Linked DNA regions of Mus musculus: all the other regions are linked to region 3. A link is a contact called in public HiChIP or PLAC-seq and promoter capture Hi-C data. All regions are on one chromosome and are shown on one strand. The core of a region is the stretch at or near the end of the contact, and the rest is flanking DNA. Distances in the headings are between cores, read along the strand shown.

Region 1 (4,127 bases), core at 733-3,232, 97 kb before region 3:
TTCCGAGTTCTGTGGGGTCGAAGGGGGCCCTGTCCTGTCTAAATCTTCCTACAACACGCCTTCATGTGGCAGATGCCTCTCCCGTGAAGCACTTACCATAGCCACAACTATGTACTTCACGGTATGTGGTAATTTCGAGACAGAGTCATGTAGCTCAGACTGTCTCTAACTACATAGCTAAGGACGACCAAAGCCTCAGCAAGGACAGAGGCCAGGTCCACTTTAGCTTTCCTTATTGAATCTCATTATCAGGTTTTTGGTTTTTTTTTTGTTTTTTGTTTTTGTTTTTGTTTTTGTTTTTGTTTTGTTTTTTTTTTTTTGTTTTTTGTTTTTTTTTTCAAGACAGGGTTTCTCTGTATAGCCCTGGCTGTCCTGAAATTCATTTGGTAGACCAGGCTGACCTCGAACTCAGAAATCCGCCTGTCTCTGCCTCATTATCCGTTTTAATAGTAAAGTAAGCCCAAAAGATGGCATCGGATTGGTAAAGGATGAGATCTCCAGCCTCAAACTTAGGAAGCTGCCTGTACAGACGGCTGGGCTTGAGCAAGCCTTGTATCCGGGTATTTTTGGTAACCACCTCCTCCTTCCCCCTCTGGCCCTGGTCAGCTATCAGCATGCACATTCACACCGCCTACCCTCGCCTTGAACTGGAAAGTACACAATGGGGTACAGTGGCATGGCCCCTGTTAGCATTCCTTCTAGGCTCCGCCCAACAGTTACCTAGCAACAGCCAGGTAGGCCTGGCTTGTTCTTAAAGACTTTGTTTGGTCGCTCCTTGCTCACTCTGCCCCCACCCCTGACTCTCTTCTCTCGCTGACCCCTTTCTCCTTCTCCCTCTACCCCCTGTCTTTCTCTGTCTCTACTCCCTTCCCAACCCCCCTTCCCACGCATAAATAAACTCTGTCCACACTATACCTGTCCTATGGCTGGTACCTCAGAGAGAAGGGATGTCACAGCACAGGCCCACCAAGGCCCCCTCCCACTGTACCATACTTGGTTCTATCAAACATATCCTGGCTCTCTTTTATAAAGCACAACAGCTACTGTGTAGACAGAGGTGCAGACTCAGTGTTGCACAGATGGCAGGTATCTTGGACGTCTCAATACTGATTTTTAGGCCTTGCATTCCTCTATTACGAGACTGCAGCCCAGTAGGATATAATGATGGAGTCGTAGTCCAGTAGGACCCAAACTGCTCTGTTAGCAATGGGGGTGGTAAAGGCCTTGCTATGGGGATTCTCTGTACCACTTCCTGCCTAAGATATGATGCTGGGAGTAGAGCTGCTGAGTACCCTCACAGCCAGCCCAGGCACCTCCCCTCCCTGCTCCAGTGACCTTTGTCATCGTTAATATCTATGATGTGTAGGACTTGCTAGGCAAGTAACTACCTCATTGGCGATGGCCTATGGTTTCTTCTTCCTCCACCTCCTCCTCCTCTTCTTCCTCTTCCTCCTCCATCCTCTGCTTCTTCCTCCTCCCCCTTTATTATCACCACCATCATCATCAGATCTTTACCAAACAGGCCAGTGGTCCAGATATTATGCTGAGTGTTGGGGAGGGATGTTCATGAGATAAAAGTGATTAATGAGATATGACCAGCACATGCTACATTCCACAGTCAGGGAGATAAGATATGGACTCAGTCTGTAGGGCAGTGTGTCATAAATGCCAGGCACAGGGTGAAGTTGACTAGTGATGCCTGGTTTCAGAGGAGAGAGAGCATGCGCTAGAACTGTGAGCGAGGCTGGGCTGGGCTGGCTTAGAGTGTTTTCCACTCTGTCATCCATTTACTTCACGTTGTTCCGTGCAGGGATCAGTCAGATGCTCTCACGACATTGCCCAGATACAAAAGAACCCGGACTGGACTGATGATGAGTGAAGAGTGGGTACTCCGTGAATGAAATGAGAAGCCCACTTCCTCTGCACCCAGTGCCTGATGTAACGTCGTGCAGCCTGGGTCGCAAGCGGAAGAACCCCACCTGCTGAAGTCATCCCTGCTGAGTCATTTCCGGGGAAGTGACTTGGAGAATCTGCACGCTCGCGTGAATGTCCTGCCTTCCAGTTTCTGTCTTCGGGCGCCACCTAGTGACAGCATTCGGAAAAGCTCTCTGCTCCTTCCACCTCCTGGCTACCCCCAGTACCGGTTTTCCTCAGTTGCCTCATACCCTGTAGCTCCCAGTACGAGACACCCCTCTTCCCAGTCCACTTCCTCTATAATTTTCTCACTTTGACCTTTTCCCTGAGCATCCTCTTGAAGAAACATCATCTTGTCATCTTCACGGACTTTTCGGAGTTCTCTAAGGGATCCTTTCTAAATTAATTCAGTGCTTTGCCAGTGAGGTGTTGGGGAAGCCGATGCCACTCTTCAGGTCCCTGAGACTTAATGCTTCCCAATGTTGCCTCTAGATCTGCATCCTCTTCATGTGTCCCCCTTTTCTGTACCACTTGGTATACCACACTAGACCAAATTAGAGTGTCCTGGTGGCACATATCTGTTTGGGTGTCCTGGGGTATGCAGATTGGCAAGAGCCATGCTCTCAGGAGATGTGACAGAGGGAGGCAGGTGAGGACTCACAAATTAACTAATGGATGTAACAATGAATGATCCAGAGGAAACAAAGTGGTTAGCTGAAAGTAGAAGAATCTATGTGGTGATGGGAATGGTAAGAAGGTTTCAGAGGAAGACAACAAAGAGGGGGCTGGAGAGATGGCTTAGTGCTCAAGAGCACTTGTTCTTACAGAAGACCCAGGTTCCATTCCCAGCAGCCATACGGTGGCCCACAACTGTTCATAACTCCAGTTCCAGGAGCTCTGGCACCCTCTTGTGGCCTCTGTGGGCATTACGCCCACTAGACATACATGCAGGCCAGGCACTCATACACTTAGAAAAACAAACCAATGAGAACAGTGAGGACGGAGGGGGAAGAAGTGAACAGTGAGTCCCTTTGGGGTTGATGCGCTACCATGAGACCCTTGGGGCAAGGTGGTCAACATGACTTTAAAGGTAGCAATGTCCTTGTGTATGCTGGAGTGTAGGTCCCCGAGACAGGCACGCTGGCTTCTCCTTGGACCTTCGTTTTCAGTGGATTGATTACATACATAAGGGAGTTTTTACTCTTTCACTTGGCTTCTCTGTTGGTTTGGGTGGGAATCAAAGAGAGAACTGAGAGTGGCACCCAGAGACCGGAGCAGAGAGCAGCTGTTTGAAAACAGAAGTGCAGAGTGAACTCACACAGGGCTCCCTTGGAAGTCCCTCCGGAGAAGACTCAGATGACATCACCTCCGGGGCCGAGCTGAGCTCATCTCCTGGGACTCTCAAAGAGCAGGGACTGCTACCAAAAGATGGGGGGGGGTCACAGTCCTGTCACAGTCTCTACCCCAAGAAGACAATAGATAAATAGATCTACCCAACCAGACCAATAGAGAGAACCAGAAAGGAGATTTGCTCATTGTGGTCACATTGGGAAGAGGCAGATCCAGTGACCACTTCAAGTCCATCTCAGAACCCTAAAGTGAAATTGAAATTTAAACAGAGGGCTAGGAACTTGCATATCTAAGCAGTCCTGGTCAGAACGCCCACTGATCCATTATTGTCTGGGCTTCATTCCGTTTCATGAGGTGATCTGAGAAGCTGTGAGTGTCTTTCTGGGAAACAAGTACTCTCTCACTCCCAGCCAGTTTGATAGTCAGGTCAGGAGATACCTAGTTCTTCCAGGCCTGTTACTGGAGAATGGCTGATTTCTTGGATTAACCTTCAGTGCACTCACTGTGCCCTTTAGGATTGGCCTTTGGGTATCTCAGGCTGCCCTGGACCCCAGGTATCACTGTGATGCCCTCTTGATAGTTGAGAGAGGCTAGAAGATACCCAGTAACTTGCTGAAGATCAGAGGGTTCTGAAGAGGGCGAGGAGGGTTTGACTCTGCGCTGGCACCTGAACCACACGTGAAACACTTGGGTGAATTTTAAGGTGGATGCTTGTCCAACCCCCGATGCCAACATCCAGGTGTGAATGGAAAATACTTCCTTGTTTCTTTCAATTCCCATCATAGCTATTCCTGTGTTGAAAACAGAAAGAAACCTGACAGCATAAACCGATGGTTCTCTATTAAAGGGGCTCTGGTCAGTTT
Region 2 (3,733 bases), core at 1,066-3,565, 65 kb before region 3:
TTTTATGGAGTCCTTGACACACCTTAAGAGTCCGAGCATATGAAAATCCTGTTATTTACCATCTGTTCCAATATGGATGCTCACAAAAGAACCCCTGAAGAACAAGCTACTCAACACAAAACAGCATGCATGTGGGCTTCTTCTAATTTTTTTTCTTTCCTCGGGTATGATAATTATGTGCCTAATGCAGCTTCTCCCTGGGTGCTATGCAGGAAGCAGGGAGTGTAGCAGGAAGCCCACACTCAATGCTGGTTCTGCCCCGAGCAAGGGCCAAATTATGTCAGCCCTAGGATGTGTGCCCACTTTACAGACTTCTCTAAAACTGCTGTATCCCCTCATCTCCAATGTCCCAATCCCCTCCCTATCCATCCATCAACTTGCCTATTACAACGCAGCGCTCAAGTCTCAGATAACCGGCCACCTCTGCCATGGAACCTTCCTTGTTCTCAGCCCTGTGTCCCCTTGTTAGTCTGTACTTTCCTTCCCAGAAACTGTTAAAATCTCCGCTCACTTTCTGTCTCTGGCAAGGTGGTTTCTAGAGGAAGGGGCCTGGTTTTGGCCAGCATCAGCTTGTGACTGTAAATTCTGGTATGTGGAAGAACCATCTCGATCGTCCCTTAAAACAGCCAAGGTGCAAGGCTTTAAAATTCTTATAACTCAACCAAAAACTAAAAGGAAGACAACTGAGGAAGAAACACCGCAGTGTCCTCTTTTTTAAGAGGTAAACGGGGACTAAGAAGTCATGCCCGGGTACTTGCGTCACGCCTGGGTACTTGTGTCACGCCAAGCAGTATATGTGCTTTACCAGCGGAAGGATGGGCAGTGCAGAACAGCAATTAAAACAAAGTCCTCCCACATTAAGAAGTCTGAAGTTTTCCAACATGGCTGACATGAGGGTATTCACAGTGACGAGGGTATCCCTGAGTGTGGTTCTCACTGATTGTGTGTGTGTGCGTGTGTGTGTGTGTGTGTGTGTGCTCGATGCTATGGTTCACAGATATTACTTCCAACTAGCTGAATAGCTAGGGCAGCCCAGTCCTCACAGACAAGCACCTTTCCCAGTGAGTTCCCTCGGCACAGAACATGATCCCACTCCACTTGGCATCCTCTGTCTAGGCCACTGGACATAGCACTATCCACTCCCACGGTGTTTAGACAAAGCTTGTGTCTCCACAAGCCAAGGGGGTGGTGTGCATCACTAGCTCTCAGGTCACGACGGCAGTGCTCGTGTCTGACACCCCCAAGTTGGAGGGTCCTTCTCCAGGTTCAGAGGTTGCCCAAATCTTTGACATAGTAACAGTACTTTGTCATCTACGAACTTCACACCGGAGAACCATCCAATCCAATTTCCAGGAAGAAAAAGAAAAATTTAACAAATACCTCATACTGTTTTCAGTCAGTTTCTAATTTGATGGGAGGCAGGATTGGTATTGGCACTGAGAATCATGCAATTTGCAGACCGATGGCTGGCCAAGCCTTCTCAAGGCAGTAGTGTCTTCCGTGTGACAGGTAGGCTCTGAGGGGAATAGAAAGTGACTTCTTGAGAGCAAGGGCATCCTAGTGACTCCAGCCCTTCCTTGGCTTCTGTGCCTCCTCAGAACAAAAACAGGGCTTCCAGGATAGCATGAATATGTACCTGGCAGATGACCCCACGGGCGCTGTACACCTCACAATTAGATCCCTGAAAATCATGTAAGTGACATACTCACAGTATCAGCGCCACCTGCCAATAAGTCAGGTGGACAAAGCTTGGTCTCTCACACAATTAACATCTTTGGTGACACTGGAGGGCAGACAGATGTCCTGGTCACTGAAGAGGCATCTGAGTGATACCAGGTCCCTCAAGGCGCCTATTGACACTTCTAACCTGCAGATTTAGGGCAAGAACAACCTAAAGGGCCTGGGGGTGTCATGGACTCCCACCAAGAGTCAGGTAGGGACGTTCCCTCACTGTTGGCTTAGCAGAGGGCCCTGCATAGAGGTCCCAGGACTTTCACACATGTACCTGCACGCTTGTGCTTTGCTCCTGGCCCAGTCAGTAATTCCAATTGCTACAACAGAGAGGGGAAGGGGGCAAGGGGAAGGGGAGGGGGAGGGAGAGGGGAGACAGGCTGTCCAGTCGGTGTGAGAGTTAAGAGCCCAGCCACAGAAAGCCTCAGCTGCTCTTTCACCTTGAGACAAATGCCCCAGAACTAGCTAGACTTCGCTGCCTGCTGAGGTTCCTGCGGAGGTTCCCAAGCTCCGTGGGCTGAGGGCGGAGCAACGAGGCTCCGCCTTCAGGTTGATGTCAAGCTGGCCCTGTGGATCCAGCGGCAGTCTTCAGTTCTCAGGACGCCGCCGGCCGGAGGCGTAAAGGCCGGCTCCAGTGGACGATGCCGCTGTGCGCCCAGGATGTTGTCGCGTTTGCTCCCATTCCTCGTCACGATCTCCAGCCTGAGCCTAGAATTCATTGCATACGGTAGGCTCCCCAGCGCTCGCTCTGTTGCTTTAAAGTTCACATTCGCGGGAGAATCTGCTTGGATGGGCTGGGGTCCCGCCCCAGCTCCTTCATGCTGGCAAAACGGTCTCCGGCTCACCTGCTGTTTAAGTGGAGGAGGCTAAGATTAACTGTGGCTGTTTGGGAGTGGCCAGCGATGGATGGGTAAAGCCTATAGTTTCCGTCCTGTACGTACCCTTGTTCCTCAAATCATTATCCTACCACCTCCGGACAATCCATAACTTAGCCCTCACTTTTCGGCTGTTCTGGTTCTTCCGTGGGTCTGATCGTGCCCCTTCTTAGTTAGGCTCCTCTCCCTGAACCCTACCATCTCACCCCATCCCTTCTTTCTGCCCACCCTTCCCGACCACCCTGTTAGTCTTTAGCCCACAATTCATCTCCGCTGCCTGCTGCCCACCCCCCTCACACACACACACTTTACCCACTCCTCAGCTCAGGCTAGGTTCCTGTAGCCCAGGAGAGAATGAAAAAGTGGAGAGTTGGAGGGACCAAGTGGCACAGAAGTACGAAGACCGGGGACCCCAAAACACACTTTTACAGGAGTTCAAAGTAAAAAGAGCACAGTCAGTCATGTTATCTACAGAGGCACTGGGGATGTGCCCCGCTGAACATCACAAACACGGGCTGAGGTTTTCACTCCCCCTCTCAGAGTTTTGCAACTGAAACACAACCTTGAGATTCAAAGAAAGGGGTGGGGGGGGGGAAGGGCTGGGACAAGTATGTTTTCTGAGAATGACAGGGTCACTGAAAGAGAACTGAGAACTGTGACTCTCAGAGAGCTGGCAGTTTGGAGAAGGAAAGTGTTGCAGAGCTGCCTTCAAGAGGAGACATCTTAAAGGGTCAAGAAGGCTGGAGAGGAACAAGGGCTATTGTCCTTGCAACACACTTAAGCCCGCAGAACTCATCAGGAGAATTCAATAGGAATGCTTATTGTATTGTTACAAAAAGGGCAGAGGATCTCAAGGGGGTCACTCCTCTGCTCCTGGTCATACTGGCAAGCTGCTAGCTCCAGGCTCCTGTGTCAGCTCTTTAGAACTAATAGAGTGGGAGACTACAGGTACTTCACAGCTGAGTTTTCGAGGAGGCCAGGAGGCTGGACCGCTGACGTTCATTGTCTCCATTTGAGGCTCGCCTAGGCATCTGATTATACTGATGTCCATGTCTGAGCTACAGCTTTCCTAGAAACTAGGGACTGTGGGGATACCCTGTGCCTGGACCACAAGATGTCTGTGTAGA
Region 3 (3,625 bases), core at 1,019-3,518:
TAAGCCACCATATCTGGCTTGTTTTTACTCTGTGTGGGAGGGAGGGGTGGCCTCGATGTGACTAGGGGCCCGTGATGGCCAGAAGCACAGATGTCTGTGTGCTGCCCAACATAGGTGCTAGGAACTGAACTCAGATCCTCTGAAAAATTCGTTTGGATTTGCAACCAAGCCATCTCTTCAGCTCCTGAAGCCTATATATATTGAAGAGATGTGTGTGTGTCTGTGTGTGTGTGTCTACATAAATTATAAAACCCAAACGGCAATGTGAATATACTACTGGAACCCTGTAGATGGCCTTGGGAGGGGTCATATGAGTGAGAGGAACAAAAGCCCCAGGGTCACAGTGACTCTGAAGCTGACACACTTGGGGAGAGGAGCAAAGAGAGAAAGGGAAATCTGCTGCAAGGGAGAGGGAAGGAGAAGCAGGAAGCCAGCGGTGAGCGAGCGAGGAGGAGGGGAAAGCCAGCAGGAAATCTAAAGGCAGAGGGAGGCTCTGGGGTGGGCTTTGGCTGATAGAATGTTTTCCTAGCATTTACAAGGCTGCAGGTTCTATCCCCAGCACTGCATACATAAACCAAAAGTTATGAGGCACATCTTATTCTCAGGACTCAGTAGGTAGAGGCAAGGTGATCTGAAGTTCTCGTCATTCTGGGCTAAAGCAGTGAATTAGAGGCCAGCCTGGGCTACAGGAGACCCTGTACCCTCTACCCATACCCATACTCATACCATCCCCTAAAAAGGCTGAGGCCTCCCGTTGAAGAAGGAGTTATGGCTTAGCTGTTCACACCGGGCACCTGGGAGAGGCAGGCCTGTTTCCTACAGGCCACAGGGCCTCCGTCTCTCAGCTGTTATGTTCCTCCCCTGAGTATCACAGCAGCTTATTCAGTCCCGCCTGACTGCCTCCTTCCCAGGCCCATGCAATGCCTTCCCAGAATCATCTGGGAACTTGAGCCAAAGCCTGAGCCAGGAGTGCTGAGCAATCACCCTGCTGCCAGCCCTGCCCTGCAGCAGTCCCTCCTGGCTCACCTGAGCACTGGGTGAGGAAAGAAAACATATAGGCCAGATGTTTATCCTGGCACAGACTGGAACCCAACAAGGAAGGCCTGGCCACAGGTGACCCACCGCTGAAATTCTTCTTTAAGAAGCCGTGCTATGGCCCCAAACTTCCTGCTCTAAAGGTCTCTGTCTGGGGTGAGGAAGTTTGAGAGCCTCGTGGACTCAGAAGGCCCTGAAGACCCTATAGGTTTGGCCTCAGATGGAACCTAGGCTACTCAACATAGACCATAGCAACCATATCCCCAGTGTTCTGATGCCTCTGTAGGGTCAGGATGGCAGCCCATCCTGACTGGCAGTGGGAGAGGACTCAGGTTCCAACCACCACTGTTCTTCTGTTAGAAACTTCTTTACCATCCCCAAAGGTCGAATAGAACAAAATTGTCTCCATGAGGTTATCATGAGAGTTAACGAGATGGCGCACAGAAGCACATTGCTAAATGGAAGAGCTAAGGCATACATCTTACTGTTCTCCCAGGAGAACCAGATGTGAAACAGAACACAATGTACATTTTTTTTAATGTGTATGTGACGGGAGGTTTTGCCCCAGGGACTCTGTAAATGTCCAGGTCCCTTTTAGCTGTACAGTCTGATCCCAAAGTTCCACTTCATACAGCCCCTGGCCTGGGGTGGTTCCAACTATCCTATGTGGCAAGACATGGATCAAAAATGAGCCTGTGAAGAAGAGGACCTAGCCCTAGTTGTAGTACACTGGTGACTTTCCAGCAGTACGCTATTTGAAAGGCGCATTGCTTGCCAGGTAGGTTAGGTTGCTCATTCGCCCAACACTCACTCTGAGTCTTGGGAAGGGAAGAACACACATGTTCTTTAGGGATGAGATCCACATGGACACCCCAATCCTAATGCCTGACACAAGCTAGTAATCTACCGTGCCAACTTCCTGCAACCCACAAAAAAGCACCGCCATGGTGAGAAGTCACACAACCAGAGGAAAGAGAAAGAGAAAGAGTTGTCTGCCGTCAACTAGCCTCAGCCAATGCCCGCCCTCCTGCCTTCCTGGTTGGATGAAAGGCATTCAAGCAGATAGGCTTGTGTAACTCTTTAGGTGTGTCACCTGTCCTTAGGCCTATGAACCACTCCAGGTGTTGTCCCTGCCCCTAACGACTGGGTGTCAGATTACAAGACACATAATCATTCCAGTTTGGCAACTTCACCGGTTGTGTTATAGGACTTGACCAGCCCCAATAGTCCTCAAGTCACTCCTAGATACAGTGGCAGGTGGTAGCTGGCTTGCGGAAGGAAGAGGAAGAAGAGAATGTGGGCCATCAAGGAGCAAGGCCAGCCTTGCACTTGGGCCCCCTCTGCTCAGTGCTGACCAGGGCTTTCTGAGCCGCTTCCTAATGAGGCTCATTTGAAGACCCCCCCCCACCCCCCTCCTGCTGTCTTGGGTGGCAGAGCTAGCTCCAGGCTGTAAGAAAATTAGGAGGATTACCAAAGCAGTATGGTAAGTACAGGGGCCCTCAGGGTGGGGAGGGCAGCTGTCCACAAAGGGCTGTTCAAGGAACCTGTGGGGTCATTAACTGAGAATGTTATAACACCTTCCAGGCTTAATAAAAAAGAGGTCACAATTGAGTCACCTCCACGTCCAGCCTCTCATACCCATCAGGGCTCCTCTGCCTCCATCATTGAAGGTGGGCGTAGATAGAAGTCAGGGCTGTCTTTGTCCACCAATCGCCTCAAAGTCATGCTTGTTCCTTTGCATACTGTCTCGTGTGTGTGTGTGTGTGTGTGTGTGTGTGTGTGTGTGTGTGTGTGCGCGCGCCCTGGAGGATGTCATGGTTTCTTCAAAGGCAAGGGCTACTTTGGTGTCACAGTGACCCTCAGACACTCCCTGAGAAAAGTCACTCCTATCCTTTATAAAGAAAACAGTATAGATATGCCCCCCAAAACAATCAGGGGTGTCTGTGGGGCTCTTCTGTTTGATCTCTTTAATGCTCATCTCCATTGACTATCTTTAGCATCTTCTGCTGCTGGCTTGTCCTCTCAAGGGGGACAGCTGAGAACCAGGAAGGGGAAGAGATAATCGCCAGGCCTAAAGTGGGAGCCAGTGGGTCTTGATTCCCCAATCCTCAGCAGTCGCTCAGGCAGTAAAACAGAAAGGTTGAAGAAAGGACCTGCCTCCCCCATGACAAAAGGGGGTAGGTGCTACCTAACGCTTCCAGTGACCCACTAGTAAAAAAGTCTTGCAAAATGCTAGTGTCTGGTAAGGGCAGAACACCAGGAACTGCCTTGTCGGTACTAGACCAGGGCTGGGACTGAAGCACTAACTACCTACTACTCCATCAGAGGGGGTCCTGTGCAGAGGTGCCCCCACTGGGGTCAGTGAGGAAGGAAGGGAGCAGTGCCCACCTCCAGACTGTGAGCCACTGCTTTGTAGCACTGAGGAACCCTGGGTTGCCCCCTCTTGGATGAGCCACTGGCCAGGGTGCCATTTCTAAGGCAGCTGACAGGAGCAAAAGCTGATGTGGAACTCAATACCAGGATGCCAGCTCTCTGCAAGGTCTTGAGACTTTAATTTCACTGAGATTCAACGCATCCTCTACCCCTGTAG

The links. Promoter capture Hi-C pulls out the DNA fragments that hold promoters and counts their contacts. HiChIP or PLAC-seq counts read pairs in DNA pulled down with a chosen protein or histone mark.
Region 1: a contact with region 3 is called in a BATF HiChIP or PLAC-seq map of CD8 T cells, with 13 read pairs. The contact joins the enhancer-like site here to the promoter of Tmprss4 in region 3. A contact is called at or near these places in 9 of 39 promoter capture datasets (the C10 cell line, HPC-7-derived erythroid cells, embryonic stem cells and 4 more), 1 of 15 datasets of contacts at CTCF or cohesin (large pre-B cells), 25 of 484 Hi-C or Micro-C datasets (B cells, the BV-2 cell line, CD4 T cells and 20 more), 5 of 115 datasets of contacts at active chromatin or transcription factors (CD8 T cells, T-cell acute lymphoblastic leukemia, bone marrow-derived macrophages and 2 more) and 3 of 9 other capture datasets (adipose tissue, liver and macrophages).
Region 2: a promoter capture Hi-C map of macrophages shows a contact between it and region 3, with 6 read pairs. The contact joins the promoter of Il10ra here to the promoter of Tmprss4 in region 3. A contact is called at or near these places in 3 of 39 promoter capture datasets (embryonic stem cells, macrophages and stem cell-derived epiblast-like cells), 1 of 484 Hi-C or Micro-C datasets (Th1 cells), 4 of 115 datasets of contacts at active chromatin or transcription factors (CD8 T cells, bone marrow-derived macrophages and embryonic stem cells) and 2 of 9 other capture datasets (adipose tissue and liver).

Annotation. Positions count from the first base shown.
Region 1 is chr9:45,298,511-45,302,637 of GRCm38.p6, reverse strand. No RefSeq gene overlaps it. Among named protein-coding and RNA genes, the nearest start is that of Tmprss13, 19 kb to the left of the region's middle. Within about 2 kb of position 1,982, at least 318 of the 459 cell types and tissues checked have an H3K27ac peak or open chromatin away from gene starts, as enhancers often do. A contact at or near this core is called in B cells, the BV-2 cell line, CD8 T cells and 19 more, where this site is marked.
Region 2 is chr9:45,267,731-45,271,463 of GRCm38.p6, reverse strand. Il10ra (interleukin 10 receptor, alpha) reads left to right here and starts at 2,315. Exons shown (of 7, transcript NM_008348.3): 1 at 2,315-2,458. The coding sequence starts at 2,392.
Region 3 is chr9:45,202,678-45,206,302 of GRCm38.p6, reverse strand. It overlaps Tmprss4 (transmembrane protease, serine 4), which reads left to right and starts at 2,268. Exons shown (of 13, transcript NM_145403.3): 1 at 2,268-2,518. The coding sequence starts at 2,516. All of the region lies in intron 1 of BC049352 (cDNA sequence BC049352), which reads right to left.